2 separate regions of the Rattus norvegicus genome follow, and region 2 is linked to region 1. A link is a contact called in public Hi-C data. All regions are on one chromosome and are shown on one strand. Each heading gives the region's core, a stretch centred on a gene start, on an enhancer-like site or on the middle of the called end of the contact. The rest is flanking DNA. Distances are from core to core; before and after follow the strand shown.

Evidence for each region. Hi-C and Micro-C count contacts between places; a contact is called where the count stands out from the background.
Region 2: a Hi-C map of frontal cortex shows a contact between it and region 1, with 1.9 times the contacts expected there. The contact joins the promoter of Nsun7 here to the promoter of Apbb2 in region 1. A contact is called at or near these places in 3 of 12 Hi-C or Micro-C datasets (Schwann cells, frontal cortex and kidney).

Annotation. Positions count from the first base shown.
Region 1 is chr14:41,906,010-41,913,363 of GRCr8, reverse strand. It overlaps Apbb2 (amyloid beta precursor protein binding family B member 2), which reads right to left and starts at 1,577. Exons shown (of 17, transcript NM_001427465.1): 1 at 1,360-1,577.
Region 2 is chr14:42,283,970-42,291,148 of GRCr8, reverse strand. It overlaps Nsun7 (NOP2/Sun RNA methyltransferase family member 7), which reads left to right and starts at 2,191. Exons shown (of 12, transcript NM_001400916.1): 1 at 2,191-2,610; 2 at 2,894-3,310; 3 at 5,672-5,730; 4 at 6,187-6,317. The coding sequence starts at 2,998.

The sequences.
Region 1 (7,354 bases), core at 328-2,827:
CTAAGATTCTCCAAATTCTAAGAAACCCAAATTTTTCTTTCAAACGGAAACAAGACAAAGCCTGTTCCTAAGTTCATAAAGAAATGCCCCCCTCAAGAGCCCTGTTTTCATAAGGTCAGCCACAAGGATTCAGGTACTACTACCATGGCCCTTTCTGTAATATCATGATGAGAAAGAAAATAAGATTTAAGGTACCAAATCCTAAAACAACAGATAAGCGGTCATAATTTATTCTTAAATTGGTAAAATGATAAAACAAATAACAAAAAGGGCCAGCCTCACCAAGTTTCTTATTTCTTGATATCAAATGATATTGCTGTTATCATTTTATGATGCCCCTTTATGACTTTCATTTAAGACACCGGGCACAAGGCAAAGCCAGTGACAGGACTTTTTAAAACTGCCCCCTCTAAGAGCTCATTGGGTTTTAGACACTGACCTAATTCTCTCTATGTGAACCCTCTCCAGCCATCCACTCCATCCGCAAGCGATCGGGACAGTCGTGGCTGTGCAGAATCTTGCTACAGAACGGTTCCAATTTTCCATCTGATTTATCCAGCTTTTTTCTTTAAGTCCCACACTCCCTTGGCCTTTTGAGCTTGACCTCCTGTTTTCAGACCTCTTCATCAATGGAGAGACCACCTATCATTGTTTCTACGGGACTCCGCATCCCTCCCTCCGCCCAGCTAGTTTTCGTCGCACAAATGTCATTTCTGGCGTCTGAGCCACCATTCCTCCCAGCGGGCAGCAGTGGGGCGTTCGGGATCCCGATGACCGGCTTCCCTGATCGGGCCCTCAGTACACAGCCATTTTCTAGTTAAAACGCTCTCAACGTTGCAGAGGGTACAACTTTGCCCCCTCCTCCTCTCTGGGTAGCTGGGCTCTCTGCACCCCAGGAGACGCTGGATAGGTTTCAGAGTCTCCAGCAAGAGCGCGCCGCCGGGCGGGCAGGCCGGCCCCAGGGCAAGGGGGCGTGCGCTACCGGTCGCCCGCGCCCACCCGCACTTTGCCCTCCGCAGTCTCCGCCCGGGCATAGCCCCGTGTCCTCGCCCGGCCCTGCCGAGCCCAAGCTCCGGGTGGGAGTGAGGGAGTAATGGGAGTGACCGGGCGAGCCCGCAGCCAGAGCACCGGCCCTGCGGCGTGGGGCGAGCGGGACTCCGCAGCAGGCGCCCGCTGCAGATGCGGCGGCAGCTGCTGCAGCTGCGGCTGCGGCTGAGCGACCGGCGGTGACCGCCAGAAACCGAGCAGCAGCCGCGAGGGCACAAGCAGCCAGGCTCGCCGGCTGCCCTGCTCCGGCGGCGCACTCCGGGTCATTCCTCAGATTCCCGGGCTGAAGGCATGGAAGGAAGCGGGGCTCACCAGCGCTGCGCGGCGATCGATCGGCTCTGAACCCGGGTCCTAGGTTTCGCAGCCCGCTGAGCGCCCGGATCAGCTGCGGGCTGCAGCACGCGAGCTTCCTACTTAGAGCAGCACTGGCTCCGGCGACTGAGCATGCCCAGTGCGGCTCCGCGAGGCCCGCGCAGGGAGCAGCGGCGGCGAGATTCCACTTCTCCAGGCTTTGGCGGCGGCTGCGCGAGGAAAGGCTTGGAGGGGCCTGGCGAAGCCGGGCGAACCCAGCAAGGCGGGGCCGGGGGCGGAGGCCGCGGCGGAAGGGGGCGGGCCGCGCTCCCAGGGCGACCCCTGCAGGTGGAGGCGGCCCGGCTTTGGCACAACAGAGAGGCAGGGGGCGCCAGGGTGACACCCAGAGGCTGGGGGTGCGGGACAGCCCGGGTATCCCCTCCAGGTGGCCTAGCGTCTGTCTGCACCAAAAGGCAGTTTGGGGAACTCTTCAGTCACACGTCTGCGTTCCTTTAGAATGGAAAATTATCACAAGATGAAGCTGCCTACAGCCTTCCTGGCTAACTGGACGTTAAAAGGTGAAACTTCTGCCTTCTGCCTCCTCATCCCCAACGCCCAGACATATGCCACACACGAACATTCCTGCACTGGAAAATCACAGCGAGATAACGCCAAGCAAGAAATACATCTGCGAAAAGGAAAAACATAATCTACTTGCTACCTGTTTGTTAGCCAGGAAGTAGTGGATTTATTGAAGGCACCTGGAGGGCCTTAACTGTTTCTTCACCAAGCCAGAGGGAGTTAAACTGATGCCTAGGTCACACTCAACTGAGAAAGGTTGCTGAAGTAGCATGCTAGGTCCCTTTCCCCGGGCCAAATGAGTGGTTGTGCTGTATTGCACAAGCTCCTGTAAGTAACAAATTCCCAGGTGCTGATGTGGCTGCCATCTGAGGACTAGTCATGAGGACTCTAATGTCTAATACAGAGACAATGCTACCTACTACCTCCTTTAAAAAGGTAATTCTGAAAATAACTGTAACTACTAAGTAATGACCCTTTTCCAACGCACTCCTCCCTCAGATAATAAACTCAGATTCATCCTCCCTAGTGGAGATGGGCATGAGTTTATTGAGGCTCCACAAGTTCCCCTTACTAGACCTGGGAGTACAAGCAAATTTAAAATCCCAGTCCCTGCCTTCATGGTGTTTACGGTCCAGCAATGACTGACATGCACTGAATAGTTTCTATAAAATGCCATCTTCACCATCTCCATACACAAGGTGTTGACATGTAAAAGAGATGGGTTGTTGGGAATGGGCAGAACGCCATGTGTTGGAGGAATCTTTTATCCTATAGCCTTTTCTATGATCAATATTTCCCTCAGACTCTGCAGAAGGCCAACAGTACTACTACAGAAAATTTTCCATAAATCTATGCAAGTTCATTCTTGGAACTGAGCCTCTGCATCCCAAGACTTAACGAGCTGTGAACCGTCGACAGTCAAAAACCAGGGAAAAAATATTGAGGGGAAAAAACTGTAGAGGGCCTTGAGACACCGGCTACTGTGTCCTTCACGCCCACACAGAGGAGGAAATGAATCCAAGCCCACCCTGCATGTCTTTCATTGCAGTGATCTCAGCAGGCTACTACACCAAGTCCCCTTCCACCTTGATCTCCTTGCCCGCCAACGTCCAGAGCCTACCCTATCACCCGATTCTCCCGGGCTCCCGGGTCGAACCGCGCCTGCCCCCTCCAGGCGGTCTCCTTAGATACGCAGGAAAACCCGTGCTGGAGTCCGCTGTGGCGGCGGGGCGGGGCGCGCAGGCGCGGTGGGCTCCAGGTTGGGCGGAGGCGGCGCCCTGCTCCACACCTGATGCAATCACCCTTCCGGAAAGCCCCAGGGTCTCCAGGATCACCGCCGAAACGCTTCCGCGCCTGCTCCCGCTTCGGCCTCCCAGCCGGGTCGCCTGCTTCGTAGGCTCTTGCCCCTAGCGGCCTGCAGGAGGAGTCGGGAAGTCACCTCCCAGCCTTCTGAATACTTGGATGTCCCTATAGTGAGGGGCCGGCTACGGAGCATCCTGCAGCTGCTGGAGGAAATTCCCGTAGTTATTTCCAGGGAGGACTGGCAGAACTGGAACGCTGGCTTTGAACTCTCCTTTGCTTCCTTCCTGCACCCTACCCACAATTTCTTCTCTCTTCCTGAAAGGGACGTTTAAGGTGGAATGGATTGCCAGGTGCCCTGGCCAGCTAAGTAGGCAACCTCACCTTAGCTGGGCTGGAGAAAGCCTGCCAGTGCACACTCATGTTATAAATAAGTAATTGGCTTCCCTGTACCTCATCGTTTAAGATCACAAAGAAAATCATTTCTCATTTTACCACCTCATGCAATTTTGATGGCTATTGTGAGTGGGTTTTCCCCTTAGTGCTGACGCACACATGAACTGTTTTCTTCAGAAATGAACTATTCCAAGAGTATCCTGAGCACTAGTTTTTGTTAAGTATGAAGTCAACACTGGGTACAACACATTAAAAATTACCTCCTGTCAATTCCCATGAGGTCAAAAGTCCTACTAGGTGGAAGTGTGAGTGTTTCGAGGAATTTTAGTGGAAAGAACACTTACAAGAACGTTGTAAAACCAACGCTACACCAAGTCTTTAGATTCCATGAGTATTTACTTCTTCATACCCCAGAGGTGTCAATGGCTTCCTTAAAGAAGACAATCGGTCTACTGTCATATCACCGGCCAGCATTCCCACAGCACCACGGAGGCTGAGGCAGGAAGACCGTGAATTCAAGACTAGCCTGGACTTCACTGTCAAAAAGAACAAAAGCAAACCTGGGTAGCACTGGCTAGGAAACTCCTGTCTCAGTCAGGAGTGGATTACCAATCCACTCAAACCAGTGCTGTATTATGGCAAACACCACCACTGCTGGTTTTGAATTCAAAAGTTAAAAATTCAAACCAGTGGCAACAAAGTAGACCCTGTTACTTGTTTCTTCTTAGGAAGTCCATTAAACTTTGAGCATCCCTGACCAACAATCAATTGACCCACTTCTAAGATAGCCTAACACTAGGCACTAAGTGTGTCAGTCAAATGGCAAAAGGGTTTTGTGTGTCATCAAGAAATGTTTTGAGGGCTGGAGAGATGGCACAGTGGATAAGAGCATTGATTGCTTTTCCAGGGGTTCTGAGTTCAATTCCCAACATCTATAATGGGATTCAGTGCCCTCTTCTGGTGTGTCAGGAGAGAGTGGCAGTGTATTCACATATAAATAAGTAAGTCTGAAAAGAAGTGTTTTGTACTGATTTCTCAGAATGACAGTCAGGCCTCTTCAGCAGCCACTCTGTGCCTAACTAGTGGCTCTGAAACTGTTCAATATGGTAATAGCCCACCCACCCCCTGCTCTTTTTAAAGACCATGCTGTCCTCAGAGAGTTCTACCTGCCTCTGCCTCCCAAATGTTGACATTAAAGTTGTGTGATCATAATTTATCAGATCCCACATTTCAGTTCTTCGGTTTCACTAGCCCCATCTCAAGCGCCAAATAGCCTCAAGAAATGAGGACTGTATTGGACAAAGGACATAGAAACCATCACCACCTCCAGTGGAGTGGAAATGCCATGGACCTCGGTGGCTTGTCTTCCAGCAGTGCAGGCCCTCCTCTCTCTGCTTGCTGCATTCCTCCGAGACCATGTCTGCATGCTCTGCCTAGCCCCTGAGCTTCACTCTTATTTTCCTACATTAAGATTGTCATCAGAAGGGCGGGTGAGATGTCTCAGCGGTTGAGAACACCAAATGCACTTCCAGAGGTCCTGAGTTCAATTCCCAGAAACCAAATAATGGCTCACAACCATCTGTAATGGGATCCAATGCCTTCTTCCAGTGTGTCTGAAGTCAGCGACAGTGTACTTATATACAATAAATAAATAAATTTTTTTATTAAAAAAAATTGTCATCAGAGCACCGAGCAAAGTCTGGGGAAGGGTCGGCTTTGGAGGCTTTATTTTGTAGTTCCAACACCTGTAATGGGATTCAGTTCCCTCTTCCGGTGTGTCTGAAGAGAGGACACAGCTGCTCTCACTAGCTGTGTAAGGCCTCACAGGACTTCATGTATTTTTTGTTGTTGAATGTTTTTCTTCTTTTGGGTGGGGAGTTCTTTTTAAACCTGTATAATCTGACTCAGTTCCTCACGAGTCTGTTGAGGACTAATGAAATCCTGTGGACGGCTTCTAGGAGGCCTCCTGTAGGATGACCTCTTTTCCTCTGCTCCCTTTTCAGTTCATAACTTCAACACTCGGGTTTCTAAAGCACAAATCTCAATCACCTTCACATCTTCCCGCCTCCTAAAGCACAGAAGTCACCAAGCACCACGTGCTCCCACGTGCTCCCATGTGCTCTCACGTCCAGGCTGCCTCTCAGATCTAGGCCTCTGTGCCTGCCCCCGTCTTACTATCCTGCTAACTGACCTTGGTGATGCCCACCAATCTCCAATCAAGCTCCTCCCTCAAGCTTCCAGAGAGATCCTGGTAGAATAAGGACACTGGTGACATCATTCTCCTTTAACCCACCTCTTGATTTCATGTTGCTTTAGGATAAAATCTTAAATCTTTGCTACTCACATGGCCAACTCCTGTCTCAAATGCACATTTTGGCCTCCTCTGGTACCCACCCTGTACCACTCTCCCCAGCCTCTACCACTTTCTAGTCGCCAGCCTGCCTGTGCGCATCCCTGGCGTACAAATGGCTTTTCCCCCGTCTGCTCTTACCGCATCCTTCTCAGGCTGAACCAAGCTCACACATCTTCATTGAACAGAACCCCACTCACTGCCATGTCAGTTCAAGTATCATATCTTCTAGAAAAGCTCTTTAAGGGCAGGCAACTGCAAAGCTCACAAAATGGATGTGCTGTGCTCAGTGATCCAGGCTGAAACCCTTGACTGAACCATGCCCTCCCATGGGCCTTTCTGGGCAAATGGCTTAACTTCTCTCAAACTTGGTTTTCTTCTCTGGTCATCACCTAAGGCGAGACCCTTCTCATGACTCTGAGAGGGAAGGACTCAAAAGGACACTTTAAAATCACTGCTACTGGGACCTGTTATCCATCTCAGCCTTTCTCTGATCTCACCTTAAATTTTAATTTAAAAATTATATTTCAGGGCTAGCAAGACGAGTCAATGGACAGGGGTGTTTATGACCAAGTCTGATTACCAGTCCCCAAGACCATGATGAAAAGAAGAACGGACACCCTATTACTTTCACACATGAGCCATATGGCACACGCATTCACACATACACCTAGTAAATACTATTTTTAATGTTGCTCACATTTCATGAGACTTTCACATTAAAATAAGTGTTTTTATAACAGGAGTGTTTCATTTTTATTGAACAAAATTTAGGGCATATAAATAACAAACTAGTAAGATTAAATTCTCCATCGTGTGAGTCATCTCTTGCATACAAGTGAAAGGAACTCACTGTCATTAGTGTGTACCCCCAATAAAATGTATGGGAAGGCTGGCTGTCAGACAGCTCACCATCAACACAGACTAATATAGGGTAATATATGACTCGCTTCAGAATTGGTAGGTGGGGACATCTATTCAGAACTCATCCATTCAGTGGAGAAAGGAATGTCTCATCCTCTCTTCCATTCACTCACCCATAATACTTTGCCCTTTTTTATCGCCCGTGGGCAAGCAGGTCACGTACTTGCACACGTCAACAGGCCTCTCCTGTGCTATTCCCTGAGGCTGGGATGCACTCTCTGCTTTGCCCAGGGCCTACTCCTACCTCCTGCACCTTGTCCACTTTTCAAAGTCATTTTCTTCACAGGCCGATTCCTCCCTGGACCCACCATGCCAGTCAGCCGCTCACAGTTTGACTCTGGAGTATGTCAAATGTTTCTGTAGCATGCAATCCATCCATGCTGCACCATTCTCTGGGGCTGTGTAAACCCCTCTTTCCAGTTTCAAAGCGTAAAAGATACTACGCACCTGACTCGATGCCTGAAA
Region 2 (7,179 bases), core at 942-3,441, 380 kb before region 1:
TACTATATGGATAAATGATACTTGTAGTCTCAGTCAAATGCAAGGAATGTTAATATATAAGTATTTCAAAAATTGCACCTCCTGAGGGAAACCATTCTTTAATTTCCTTTAGCAGACAGAAAGCCCTAGTTGTCTACTTTTGAATTCTGTATCATCTCCACCTTAACGTTCTGATCATGTTACCGAGTGTGATTTAGACAAACACTACCTATTTTTATTACCCAACTTTCACAACTGCATGCATAGACTTATTGCTATGGTTACTTGTTAGTGCTGTACACTGAAACCTAATATGTTTTTCTGTAGCCTTCACTTCCAGTACAGCGAGTCCACAGAGAGGCTATAAGCCAGAAGAGCTAAGGACACAGGCTTATAATCATTTACACACGCGCTTAAAATATAGTAACCATGACTTTACTAACACAGCTACTTGCTTACGTTCTGCTTAGGGAGTCTGGCTTTTCTTATTCAATCTCGTTTTCAGCACAGCCGAGGGTCACCCACTGAACTACTATATAAAAAGAAGGTCCTCAAATAGTATTCTGAAAGACAATACTTAAAAGTTTACAACTACCTAGCGGCTCACATTCCCTGCAGGTTAGACTACACAGGAAACTACACAGGAAAATATACCATGACCTCCAAACGACCTTCCGTATTTGTAATCTCGGTGACCTTAGCATTTTGCTTAGCATCTTAGAAAAAGAGGTGTGTAATGATATGAAGATAAAGGTCTAGCAGAGATATTTTAGAGCGTGTGATTTGTATATAGAAAGAAGGGAGAAGGTCAATATAGGTATGTACACAGATATCCCTAATAAAAAAATAAAGGGTGCTAAAATCAGAGGTGCCCCACGATCACGTGTGACGGCAGGTCCCCCGTTCTGTCTGTATGTTTACCGCGTTTCTGTCAGTCACTACGAACACCCTTCCCTTACAGCAATAGTTCCCTTGAATTTCAGTTGGACTCGTTTCCCAGCCTTCGTTATTAAGCACGCTCTGTGACTAATTCTGGAGTGGAAACCAAGCAAAGTGACATGTGCATCTTTCTAGTCCTGTCCTTGGAAGGCATGGACGTGCTGTCTCCCTCCGCCTTCTGCCCTTTATCACTGTCTGCAAGTGGACTTGGGATGAGCCATCTCACACTAATTTGACAAAGACATAGATAGACCTTGGGTGAACCCTTAGGAGGAGCCTGGGTTCCTGATAACTGTGTAGTAGAGTCAGACCTACAAGATGCGAGTGAGGGCGGGGGCGGGGTAGGGGATGGGGATGATTAAGACAGGGTCTCACTGGCATGGCCTGGAACTCCCTATACAGACCATGCTGGGTGCTGAGATTAAAGGCCAATACCACCAAGCCAGTGCCAACTGGGTCCTGAGTATCAACTTTCTACTAGGTTCAAGCCCACTGTTATTTTGGATCTCTGGCTTAGCAAATAAATTTACATTCAGACACATGCAAATGTTGAAAAAGGCTGAGTTTCAAAGATTTTTTGTAGAAGTTTACCAGGTAGACAAAAGGAGAGACTTTTCAAGGCAAAGAGAAACAATCCTCCTGGGAGTTCAAGCCTCTGATTGCAGCACAGAGGAGTTTGGAGTTGGGGGAGGGGGAGTAGAGGGAAGCGAGAGGAGGGGGGATTGGAGGGGTGGAGGGGAAAAAAAGGAAACCACAATGGGAAGCAATAACACACACACACACACACACACACACACACACACACACACACATCTATAGATGGATGATAGATAGATGATAGATAGATAGATAGATAGATAGATAGATAGATAGATAGATAGATAGATAGATTGATAGATAGCAAGCAAAATCTTGAGTCCCATGCCCAAACTCAGAATCCCGGAGATGGGTCCAGCCATCTGCATTTCAATGGGGGCCTCAGGTGCCTGAGAGTTAAGCCGCAGAACTACACCATCTACTTCAAAATATCCCTAAGTGTTTAATGAAGGAAACCAAGCTTGAGTGCTCAGGAACCCTGGCCTGACTTCCAAGAGGGACTGAAGGGCTGTCACGAGTACAAGAAACTGGTGAAGAGTCACTTCTAGCAGATCCCACTCGGAAAGCCTGGAGCACAGCCCCACCCCCACCCCCGTTGCCATGGAGATCCGGGCACCCTGCCGCACCCGCTCACGCCTCTAGAAGACTTAGAGGAAATTTCGGTAGCCAGGGTCGAGTACGGACCCAGCTCCTGGCTTCCTGCTGCTGTACCCGCTAGGTTGGCTGCAAGAGCCCGGGGTGGTCGCGAGAAGCGTCCCCTCAGGGACCCAGAGCCTTCTTTGAGGGATCCCGAGAGCCGAGGGCCGGTCCTGAGCAGTGTCCCCCCGGAGCCCGAAGACGCGCTTGAGGAGGCAGCGTTTCCCTCAGGGACCCGAACGTAGCGGGCGCGGGCGCCGAGCGCTTTCCCCCACGCCCGAACCCCGCGGGTGGTGTGGCTGTACTTGAATTAAACGGCCTCCGCGGGCGGTCGCCTCCCGGGGCTCCCGAGGGCCTGGTTCTGCCTCCAGCGCCCCAAGTACAGAGGTTGCCGCGTCTTCAGCCCCAGAGCCCCGGGGAAACATCCCAACCTTAGAGAAGGGCGGATTCGCGGAGAAGGTGGTAGGACCTTTTTCCCTTGGATGCTGAGGGTGCGAGGCCAGGGGGACCTAGTGGGTCTGTCCTTAATGGGCTGTGGTGAAATTCACCCTGGGGGTGGGAGAGAGGGTGGGGGTGGGGTGGGAGGATCTCTAGTTGTTCCTTCCATCCCTGAGTGCAAGTTTTCCTTGCAGTTGGAAGTATGGGGTGTTCCGATGGGCTAGTAGTATATGCCGCAAGAAAGGGGCAATCAAGAGAGGTGCTGTAGAAAGAGATTTACCAAGGTAACCCTTTCTTTTCTCAGAGACCATGCTTAAGACTACAAGGATAGCAATCTCCCTGGACCACCTGAATTGAACCTGAAGCTTGAGTTATTGACATCAGGGGCAGTTGACATCAGAGGCAAACATGTTGGATCCGAACAGTGCAATGGACTTTTTTGACCAAGAAAATATGGAGGAGCTCTCCCAACTCGCTTCCCTAGAGATGTCAGGGGATTTAGTTTCCAAGAGAAAACCTTCAGCTGCGCTAGAAAAATCTAGCTATCCAGACTCCGTGTACGTTACGGCGGCAAACATTTTTCAGGGTATTCGAATCCAAAGGCCAGCAGACAAAGTCATCATAAATTACGGGGATGAACTCTTGCCGTCCTCCTGGACCCAGGCCGAGGAAGATTCTTTTCAGCGTTTGTCCTATGAGTTGGCTTTCAGTACCCTGAAGTGTGAGTAATACCGGTTTTGGAGGTTACCAGAGGCTGGGGGGTAGGGGATGGGGAGGCAGGCGAGTAGAGAGGGGGTAATGGGGCGAGAAAGCAAGGAAATTAATGGGATGCGGAACGTAGCCTAGCCCTTCAGACACACCATTTTTTAGTCGTGTGTGTATCTTTGGTGAATTACAACCGTTTAAAAATGAAGGATTCTAAGGGAAACTACAGAGTGTTACTGCACTTGTCAGATAGGTATAGTGAAGTCATGAAATGAACAGGAGTCAGCATGGTTGTCTAGGCCTGTAAGCCCAGCTGCTAAGTCTGGAGGATTTGCAGTTCCAAGTCAGGATGGGCTATAGAGCCAGACCCTTCTCAAAAAGGAAAAGGAAAACAACAACAACAACAACAACAACACACACACACACACACACACACACACACACACACACACACACAAACATCAATGAAACCTAGACACAGTTCCATTAATGGGAAGAGTAGGAATTTCCACCTTAACCACTCGAACTCTCCAGATGTAGCTCACTGTGTTCCTCTGTATGTCCACCTTGATTTTAAGTTCATGAGGCCTGACAAATTCAAGGGAGAGGGACGGCGGAGAGACAGAAGAAGAAAAGTACAGTCTTTAAACAGTGAATACTAGGACTAAGTCAACCCAATCAAGATTATTCAATTCTTAGCCAACAGCTTTAATTTGGAGTGCCATGTTTAAGTAGGTTTCTCCTTTCTAATTTGCCTCCAAAGTGCCAGACTCAAATTTCCACGGCTCCTTCATGGTAGTTAACTGCCAGCTCCCATGTGGAAGGGTCACTGTAGATAGGGCCTAACCAGATATTGCTACTACGAGGAGGGCTGTGTGTGTGTCTCTGTGTTTCTTTGTAGATTTTTTTTTATTTTATTAATATGGGTATTGAGTTTCCTTCACTTGCCCAAAACTTAGAATACATTGGATAAAGCATAGCTTTAAATTGATACGTCAGAGTAAGAATGTTATATAACTTTAGATATCTAAAGTTAATTCGAAAGGCAGACAGAGGTGACTTTTTTGCAAGAGTCCTAAAAAACGAGAGTAACATTGGTGAAATCATGTACTGTTTTCCTTCATTCTGCCCCTGTGATTTTACAATGTCTCCAGTGGTCAACGTTTTATAGCCTGCACACCCCTTCCATGTCAGAAGTCTGTCACGCTTTTGGAAATTATAGTTTCTGTGTCAAAAACTGAGATTTTACTTATAAATGAAATTAGAGCATAACTGTCTCCAAAGTTGGTGGCTTGAATAGGTATAATGTTTCCCAAAAGATTTCCTGTGAGAATTATAGTCTCCACTCCAAAATTAGTCTTCTTCGATTTTCTCATTTCCCAAATAAAGACTGAAATCCAGTGTCTACAATACGTTAGGTTTTTTTTTCCCATGGATGTTGGATGAATTAAAGCTAGGGCTTCCTTTCTGTTTGCCTTATTAAAACATACATTATGCTTATAGTTGAAGTGTATCAAAAATACTCACAAACCTGGGGGTGGGGGTAGAAATTTGATTACCAGTTCCCACCAAGCACCTACGGAGTAGTTTTTCTGTTCTTTGCTGTTTGGATTACTGTCCTTACGCAGATCCTCACATGGCAACTCCTGTCATTTCGGTCTTGGATTAAATATCTCATCTGTGCCTTCGTTAGTGAGTTTTACCAGATACTTAAGTTACAATTATGTCTAATAAAGGAAGAGAAGAAGAGGAACATTTCCCATCATAAGGCTAACAAAAACCTTGATAACTAACAAGGATGTTAAAATAAACTAACCTCTCTCATAAGCAGAACAAAAACTCAGAACAAAATATTAACAATACTTAATAATTAATACAACATGTCAGCAATACTTAAAACCGGAAAGAGAAAGGTTTAACATTTTAACTACTTTTATGTACATGGTTGTGCATACAGTGCCAATGGAGGCCAGAAGAGGGCACCAGATTCCCTTGGAAATAAAGTTACAGCCAGTTGTGAGCCACACTTTGGGTCCTGGGACTCAAACCAGGATCCTCTGGAAGGGCAACCAGCACTCTTAACTGCTCAGCCATTTCTCCAGCCCTACTGTTCAATATTACTAGTTATATCTTCTTTAATGTCTTTCAAAAGTCATAAATTAAAGACTAGAACTCCTTTATGATTACTTTAATTATTCAAATAGTGCTTTGAATCTGTGCAGAACCTGAACCCTGAAAGTGCAGGGTTCATGAAGACTCTAACGACTTACTATGATTTATTAGGAATTGAGGTGCATTTTACATGTGAAAGTAGTTTTACATTGCTTAGAAAGTGTGTTTCATATTTTGGGTAGCAGGCTTTTCCCTTGTCTTGCAGATCAAGATATTTTGGAAAGTATATTAATAGATACCGATATCTTCTCAAGTACCACAATCGTAAGTAAACAACGTTCAGAATTGGTCGGCCTCACTGTGTAGAGAAAGTATGCAGACTCCCTCAGACCTAAGTAATGCTCTGCATTATGTTGAGCCTTCTTTAAAACATGTGTTCCTTCCTACTTCTAAGACTTGCGTTTTGACCCCAGTCCTGTCGTTTTGACTCCTACATCTCAAACTGTCCTTTTTGAGAAGGTTTATCCTCTCACACTAGATACTTCTTTTGAAGACTTTCTCTATTTCTAAATCTAACCATACTGTGTAAAAAACAATCATGTTCCTATTCTGTTATGAAAAATAACTGAATAAAAAACACTGCTCTCATCCATATTCATGCTCATGCTTCGGGGGTCAAACCTAAGACTTCATTCACCTAGGCAAGCCTTCTACTCTGAGTTATATCTCAAACCCTGGGATATTGTTCATTTTTTCTTCATGTGTGTTTCCCCTTGGTAGCCAGATCAGTTGAACAGCCTTATCATTGTGATGCTGTATGATTTCCAAGATAGAAAATTTCAGCCCCGTGTCCTTCCCAATGACGCAGTGACCATACCAGAAGTTCAAGAAGTAGAGAACCTTCTTAACAGGTAAAAAGGATGCTCATGTGAGTCAGTGTTAGCACTTGGATTTATGAAACATCTATGGAGCATAACTTATACATGTGTCTCAAAAATGTATGGAAAATATATGTGTTTGGAGTTCCTTGGCAAATAGTCATGGATGGTTTAAATATCTAACTTTAAATCACATTGTTGTTAGATGTTGAATTGCATGATCCAGTTTATAAACACATGGGACATCATTGAAAATGTCTAATAGTTTTAGTATATGGATAAGCTAAACTTAATTTGAAACAGCTACTTTTGTTTCCCTATTTGACGGCCTTAAAAACCATCTAACATATAACAAGTGAGAAATTCTAACGCTGTACAAGAATTCACTGGTCACACACGCTTTGGCACGGGAGCCTCTGCTCTCACACACACGTCGTGTGCACACGGTGACATCCAAGACAAATTCCAACCTATACCTAACACTTTATTGGATATTCTTTTGTGCCTCCAAAGCAAAATATCAGAAAGTAGGTAATTTATAAAGGACAGAAGCTTATTTCTGCTGGAAAGTCTGGGGGATCACGGCTGTGGCAGAAAAGAAGAACGGAAGAGTAGAAATTCAGATACCTTTTTTTTTTTTTTTTTTTGGTAGTGCTAAGGACTGAACTTAGGACCTTAGGCATGTTAGGAAAGAACTTTTTTGCTGAACTGCACTCCAGCTTCTACAAACCCTTCAATGATTGCACCCCTGGAAATGCAGGCATGTGTGAAGGCCAGAGCTGACTGCACCCCTGGAAATGCAGGCATGTGTGAAGGCCAGAGCTGACTGCACCCCTGGAAATGCAGGCATGTGTGAAGGCCAGAGCTGACTGTACCCCTGGAAATGCAGGCATGT